2 separate regions of the Triticum aestivum genome follow, and region 2 is linked to region 1. Evidence: chromatin contacts called from public Hi-C data. All regions are on one chromosome and are shown on one strand. Each heading gives the region's core, a stretch centred on a gene start, on an enhancer-like site or on the middle of the called end of the contact. The rest is flanking DNA. Distances are from core to core; before and after follow the strand shown. Region 1 holds the start of LOC123077805. Region 2 holds the start of LOC123077810.

What was found. A called contact is a pair of places that touch in the nucleus more often than the background predicts.
Region 2: a Hi-C map of leaf shows a contact between it and region 1, with 7 times the contacts expected there. The contact joins the promoter of LOC123077810 here to the promoter of LOC123077805 in region 1.

Annotation. Positions count from the first base shown.
Region 1 is chr3D:123,022,594-123,026,543 of IWGSC CS RefSeq v2.1, reverse strand. It overlaps LOC123077805, which reads right to left and starts at 2,363. Exons shown (of 4, transcript XM_044500133.1): 1 at 2,189-2,363; 2 at 606-648; 3 at 1-497. The coding sequence starts at 606.
Region 2 is chr3D:123,858,068-123,862,073 of IWGSC CS RefSeq v2.1, reverse strand. It overlaps LOC123077810, which reads right to left and starts at 1,923. Exons shown (of 11, transcript XM_044500140.1): 1 at 1,725-1,923; 2 at 1,529-1,630; 3 at 604-720.

The sequences.
Region 1 (3,950 bases), core at 1,114-3,613:
GGAGTCTGCAATACTATAGTCCAACTTATTCTCAAAAAAGAATTCAGCAATGCACCGTTCCACTTCCAATCCCGAAGCCGGACGGGGCTTGGTGGCAGCACTAGACAGTCTAAGTACCGGAGCAGGCACTTCCAGGCCAAGGAGCTGACTCGGCTCGAATGCAGGAATAATAGGCGGCGAAGTAGGCAGCCCTGGGGAGGAAGGCTGAGATGGAAGTTCCCGTGTTCTTTTCGGAAGCACTGACAATTCAGCAACACGTTTCCTCTTGAGAAGCTCAAGCTCCCTGTGTGATTCCTTGGCTTCTATGAGAGCGATCACCTTTTCCCTGACATCATCAGTCACCCTGACGCAAGGGTTGACGCCTTTGCTCGGAATTTGAGACAGATGAAACTTGAACCTGCTTATTCCACCATTGATAACCTTTTGGCAGAATCTGCACCGGACCCTGTTCCCGTCTAGCTTGTCGCCGTACTCCCAGCAGGCATCCTTCTCCCGCACTGAAGTATATAGCAAATGATCACGAAATAGAAATGCAGCACACCAACGTTTGTCATCATAGGAAAGATTCAAGTTATAGATGGTGCAACTGAGAGAAGGAACAATACTTTATGGCGAAGCAGGAGGCTGGAGGTGACTTCAAGTTGATATCTGCAGGGAAATTAAAGGTGTGAATTACTAAGGCCTGCTGCTTATGATGTAACTGAGTAATCTGGGTAACTAGGAACTGGATGCATTGCAAGTAGAAGCTCAAAATGCTAAAGAGGACAGAGTTAATTGAACTGTTGGAACCAGGACATCTAAGTGTGTATGTAACTGTGTATATACAGTGCAACACAGCCAATTCAGTATTGCATCTTCATTCATTAACGCCGCCGCATGGGCGATGCTCTCCAAAGTTTTGTGTACCTATCAGCAAAGTCACTAGTGCCTGAAAGTTTGAGAATACATGCCACAATCATGACCTTCTATATATAGCGGATTGCACGTGACGTACAGGAAAATAATTCCAGTTACAATCTTCCTACATAATGGCCTGATGTCTCTAATTGCGCATGCGCTAAATATGGTAAGGGATAACAGAATAACCCCACCCCCCCCCCCCCCCCCCCCCCGCCGGGGCCCGCAGACACAACGGGAGATTTTCAGATGTTGACGCTGGACTGGAAGTCCAAGAACAAGGGGGGCGGCCGCCCATTGGTGAATATGTCGGCGAACTGTCAGAAGGAAGGCACATGGAGCACACGAATGTGTCCAAGGGCAACGCAATTGCGGGCGAAGTGGTTCTCGATAGAGCACTGAAGCCGAGAACCGAGCCGTCGTCAACTCATGTCAGAACTGCAACACACCCTACCCCGGGTCGTTGTCGTCTTCTGCAACAACGTCAGCGCGGTCCGAACCCGGTTCAACAACAGTCGCGGTTGTTGAACCAGGTTCGTAGACATGTAGACCGCACTGACGTTGTCGCTAAAGACGACAGTGGCCCGGGGTAGAGGCATAACAGTGCCGTACTACCTCCGTCCAGCTTTACCAGTTCCCATTGTATTTTGTGTCAAATTTTGACCATAGATTTAACTAGCAAAATTTAAGTTAAATATTATAAAATTTATATCAATAAATTCTTATTCAAAAGAAGTTTCGAATGATCCTCTTATTTTTACTACATACTTCCTTCGCTCCGAAATACTTCTCATGGTTTTAGTTCAAATGAACAAGTATTTCGGAACGGAGAGAGTATTTTATCAATCAAATTTACAGTCAGAATTTGACAAAATACGAGAGGACTAATGAACCCGGCCGGAGGTAGTACACCATTGAGGCATTTGAAAAGCTACTACTACTCCTTGAATCCAGCCCAATCCAAGAAATGAGGCTCCGGTAAGATCTGATGGTCCGAAGCTGTATGTATCGCTGCTCTGGCAATTCATCAGCCAGAGTATCAGCGGCAGAAATGGAAACAAAGTCGATTCCTTTGATTTCTTTACCATTTGTTCCCTCGGACCAACCCAAACTTCCAGAACAGTTCGAGTTTCCAGTACTTCAAAAGGGTTATACTAATTTCTTTTCACCGCCGATCGGCAAAATAATCGCTGCGACTCGCGAGGAATAATCTACTTAAGGAATAAAGCGAGATCCGGGTTCTTCAAGCTTGCTTGTGTAGATCGCGGAAGGGGGCGGGGGGGCTGCTAACCTGAGCTTCGCGGAGCGATTTAGCTTGGGGTATTTCTCCTCTCTTCTCCCCGATTTATCGTCTCCTGGTCGGGAGGAGGCTCGGCCGCCGCCGCGTCGCGAGCGGAGCCGTGCTGCAGTGGGGGAGAAGAGCGTGCGAGATGTCTACGCTTGGGGAAGGGGGGGATGGCGTGGGCTGCGGGTACGCAACGCGAGATACCACGATATGGGTCTATAATAAGAGAGGAAAAAAGATACCACGAGATGGACTGGCCAGTCTCGTCCACGTGTGCTATGGAGCTCGAACTGAGTAATCGAGACGTACAAGTGCTTTATTGCACATCTAAATCGAGCATAAAAAAGATACTCACACGATTTTTCATGTAAGATCAATGACAGAGAACTGAATCTAAAACGCCCGCAAAACGTCCAAATCAATATGTCTGAATGTTTTTTCGATCCATCGTGGTGCCGTAAATGTCCGGCTACGCGTCTGGGTGTATAATTTTTTGCAAATTGGATACAGAGCTAGGGGATGTTTGCGGGAGTCCGGATCTCCATCACGTAGGACTCCGACGCCCGCCCAAGACCCTATCCGGAGCCTGGACATTGGCCATACCCGCACTGTTTCGCGCCAAAGCCCGCACATTCCCACCCTTTCCATTTGACCGTCACCATCATCTACCCACGTTCCAGCCCCTTTCACCGCCCGCCGCCACATGGATCCATTTGTATTGTTACCAGAGATGAAGCGGGAGGATCCAATGGTGGCGGCCGCCCGGAAGATCAACTCGGCGACTCGCAATGCGCGCCATGGGCAAGGCGAAAGCGGCTTTGGAGCCGGCCACTGATACATCTTCGACTTATCTATAATTTTTTATTATTTCATATTATTATATTATCAATCTTGTATGCTTTATATGCAATGTTATATTTTTTTGGAACTAACCTATTAACCCAGTGCCTAGTGTGAGTTGTTGTGTTATGAATGTTTTTGGTTTTACCGAAAATCCCTACCAAACAGAGTCCAAACATGACCAAAAAAATGACTTTTTTCTGGACCAGGAGGGACCCTAGAAGTTTCGGGAGAGGACCAGAAGCCAGCCGAGGAGACGACAAGATAACAGGGTGCGCCCAGGGGGGTAAGCGCGCCTTGATGTCTTGTGGGCCCCTCGTGGCTCCGTCTGACCTAATTCCACTGCTATAAATTCTCAAATATTGCAAAAAAAAAACAGAGCGAGACCCGAAACAATTATTCAGCCGCCGCAAGCCTCTATTCTTCCGCGATCCCATCTGGAGGCCTCCGCCGGTACTCTGTCGGAGGGGGAATCGATCACGGAGGGCTTCTACATCAACCTTGTTGCACCTCCGATGATGTGTGAGTAGTTCCCCACAGGACCTATGGGTCCATAGCAGTAGCTAGATGGCTCTTCTCTCTCTCTCTCTCTGATCTTTAATACGATGTTCTCTTCGGAGATCGATTCGATGTAATCTTTTTGCAGTGCGTTTGTTGGGATCCGATGAGTTGTGGGTTTATGATCAGATTGTTCATTAAAAGTAACTGAGTTATTTCTGAACTTTACTATGTGTGATTGTTATAGCTTTGTATTTCTCTCCAATCTATCCGTTTGGTTTAGCCAACTAGATTGATTTATCTTCAGTGGGAGATGTGCTTTGTGGTAGTTTAAATCTTGCGGTGTCCTCACTCTGTGATAGGAGGGGTAGCGAGGTATGTATTGTATTGTTGCTACTAAGGATAAAGCGACGGGGTTTGATCATATTGA
Region 2 (4,006 bases), core at 674-3,173, 840 kb before region 1:
AAGTCAAATAATTTTTCCTCGGCATTAACAATTATTTGGGGAACATTTTGGAGAACAATATTAAAGAAGCATTATTTAGGGAACATTATTGGGGGAACAAAAAAGTTGAACAATATTTGGGGAACATATTAAAGGAACATTAATCAGCAAAAATTGTAGGGGAACTATAATTCCCTGGTTAATAAAAAAATGAACATTTAACTGGGGAACATTATTAAAGGAACATTATTTGGGGGGACAAGTATTGCTCTGATGATAATTGAATAATGTTCCTTGGGGTGAAGAATTTTTTGTTGTTGCTTGAATAATGTTCCTTCAATAATGTTCTAAAAAAACACTAAATTGTTCCCTAATAAATAATGTTCTCTGAAGTTTAAAAATGTTCTTCAAGTCAAATATTTTTTCCTCGGCATCAACAAAAAGTATCAACCTAATATGTGTACATCTTGCAAGTTTCATCTTGTATTACTAGGTTAACGTCCTATATCAAAAACTATAGTCACATCACCTACTATCACTTAAAAAACGAACACTGGCCTACAGTGCACAGATATATACATAGAAAAAAAATCGATGGACCATGAGCTCAGACCAAGAGCTCACCACGACTGTTTTGAAATAGGATGTCGAATAAGCAGTGGGGCCGTCGAATGGAAGTTCCTAGCACCGCGTGCCTTGATGAGCCCCTTGTCCTCTCTCTGCTGTACCGATGGAATACTTCTGCAGAAGAAGGACAAGAGACATAGCAAATTTTGAGCTTAAACTGAAAAACAAAAAAAATGTCGTGGTGTGTGCCAAACTAGTTCAATGTTGAGCTCAAACAATTCACATTATGAATACAAATAAACACATTACAGAAACTTCAGACTGTTCTTTTGGTTACGTCGGTATGGGCACGCACGCAGAACAAATGTGAATTCTAAACATTATTATTCATGAACAGCACAAAGAGGAAAAGCTGAGTATCTGGACCATTATTACATCGGTATGGGCTCCATTATATATTAACATTTTGTGCAGGCACGCACGCACGCAGAACCATACAACAAACAGTCTGAATGGCTCTATGAAAATGTTATTCCTTGGAGCTTAAAATATTGATAGGTGCTTGCTTCTCGACAAAATACATCCTAACAAGTGTCCATCATGCTGCTACACATCACAGAAACTAACAAAACATATAATCAAGAGATGAGGACTTCTGCATCATCCTACAAAAACACACCTATCATCATCAACATCAACACACACACACACACACAAACTCTGAGGAAGCACATGAACAGACACCCTCCTACCATCATTATGCTGCATTCACACCCTGAATCCAAATTCTGAAGGCAACCCTCTTGTCTAGCCTCAGATTCACCCAAATCAGAATGAAAAAATCGCTCCACTGCTGCCACCAAAACCTCCTACAAACCCTAGAAACGCTGGACCGACACAAATGGGACAAAAATCGCCTCGATCTGGTGATACCACACACAGAGAACACGAACAACACAGCGGGGGGAATTAGGGGCATTACCTTGAAGATGACGAACTTGACGGAGCTTGATGGAACCCTAGACGACCCCGACCTTGAAGGAACCCTAAACGACGCCGACGCCGACGAGGAGGCACTGACCACCTGCAAAAAAAACATCCATCGCGACGACGTCAGCCAGATCTGATCGGCGATGCCTCAGACGAATCGAGGGGAGAGAGGCCCATCGGCTGCTTACCAGGGCGGCGATCTTTTGCCGGAGTGGGATCCCTGGAGGAAAAAGCAGATGAAGAGGGAGGAAGGGGAGTGCGGCACGAGGGAGGAAGAGGAAGAGGGATGCGGCATGAGGAAGAGGAAGGGGGAGGCATCTCTGGAGCGACGAAAGAAAGAAACAGTGAGCCGCACGGAGGAAGGAAATGAGACAGCGAACAGGTAGTAAAAAGGCCGGCCCAAATCAGTTGAAGGGGTGTGCGGCGCGCCGACACTTTGACACAGAATGCGTCAAATAGGAATTTCCTTCAGCGAGATATATGGATCTCTCACTGAAGCGTCACGAGTAATCGGCTCAGCCCACTAGCGATCCAGCCTGGGATCTCTAGGTTGCTTCGTCGCACGGATAGCCACTGAGCCAAGATCGAGTTCATGTTGAATAACTTGGGCGCAACCTACTAGAATGAAAAAAGCTGGTTTTTTACACAGGTTTTCTGTTTTCTTTTCTTTTTTCATCAGGTTTTCTTCGTTTCTTTTTCCCTGTTTTTACTGAATTTTTTATTTTCTTTCTTCTTTCTTCATTTTTATTCGCTTTTCTCATTTTCTTTTGTTTTTTGTTTGGTTTTGTTACATCTTCTCTCTTTTTTTGTTTTATTCCTTTTTGTTTTTCTTTGTTTCTTTCATTGTTTTTATATCAGATTTTGCATTTCCTTTTTTCTTTGGTTTATTTTGTTTCTTTCTCGCTTTTCATTTTTTGGGGTTCTTTGTTTCTTTTGGTTTTTATTATACACTTTTTTTATACGTCAACCATATTTTTTAATACACGTTTAACACTTTTCCAATAGAAATTTAATATTTTTAATACATGGTCAACATTTTTTCTATACACATTTTTAACATTTTTCAAATGCTTGATTAAAATTTATTGAACACAAGATTAATATTTTTTGAATACTTGGTCAACACTTTTCCTATAAACACTTTTAAACATTTTTAAATAATTGATTAAAATTTTCTAACACATGGTCAACATTTTTTACTAAGAACGTTTAACATTTTTTAAATGCTTAATTAACATTTTTAAATGCAATATTTAACATTCTTTGAACACATCGTCAACATTTTTTGAAACACAATTAACATTTACAACTGCTTGATTAACATTTTTTAAAATACTTGTTCAACATTTTTCTAAATGTTCAATTAACATTTTAATATGCGTGATCACATTTTTTCATCTTTTTTATACATGTTGAACAGTTTTTCTATACACATTTAACATTCTTTCAAATGTTTGATAAACCATTTTCAAATACTAGTTCAATATTGTTTTTTGAAATGCTTGATGAACGTTCTTATATACATTATCAAACTTTTTTCATCATATTTTTAATACATGGTCAATATTTTTTTATACACATTTATCATTTTCCAAATGCTTCATTAACATTTTTCAAACACTTTTTGAATTTTTTTAGAAATTCTTGATTAACATTTTAAAATACATCATACACATTTTTTGTATATGTAATAAACATTTTCTCTATACATATTTAACATTTTTCGAATGCTTGTAAACATTTTCAAAAAAAATATGTCGATTTATTTTTTCTAATATATTTAGTTAGAATATGGGGGCTGCTACGCGTAGGCCGGCCGAAAAAGATCCGCCGCCTCGCGAGCCGTCGAATCTAACACAGATCTAGCAAGGTGAACTTCTTTTCTCTACTTTACAACAAAGGCCTTGTTGCAGAGTTGCATAATTTTTTTGCAACAGAGGTTGTGTTGCAGATTTTTTTGCAACAAAGGTATTGTTGTGGATTTTTTTGCAACAGAGGTCTTGGTGCGATTTTTTTGCAACAACGGTCTTGTTGCACATTTGTTTTTCGCAACAGCAGTGATGTTGCGGAAGTGGACGGCTCCTTGCATCGTCGGAGTCGACCGGAGATCGTCTTCATCACCCGATAGCAGCAGGAGCGGGTGTTGTCGATCGATAAGAGGGAGGAGGAGAGAGGGTGGGTGGTGGTGGAGGTGGCCGACGATCGCGACAGCAGAGCGCGTGCTAGCCGGTGTCAGCGGCGGCGCAACGGGGGTGCTCGCCATGGCGCGACTGGATGAAGGGGAGAAGAGGGAGGAGGAGAGAGGGTTGGTGGTGGTGGTGTTGGGAATCGTAGCATAATTTAAAATTTTCCTACGCTCACCAAGATGCATCTATGGAGTCTACTAGCAACGAGGGGAAGGGAGTGCATCTACATACCCTTGTAGATCGCGAGCGGAAGCGTTCCAATGAACGTGGATGACGGAGTCGTA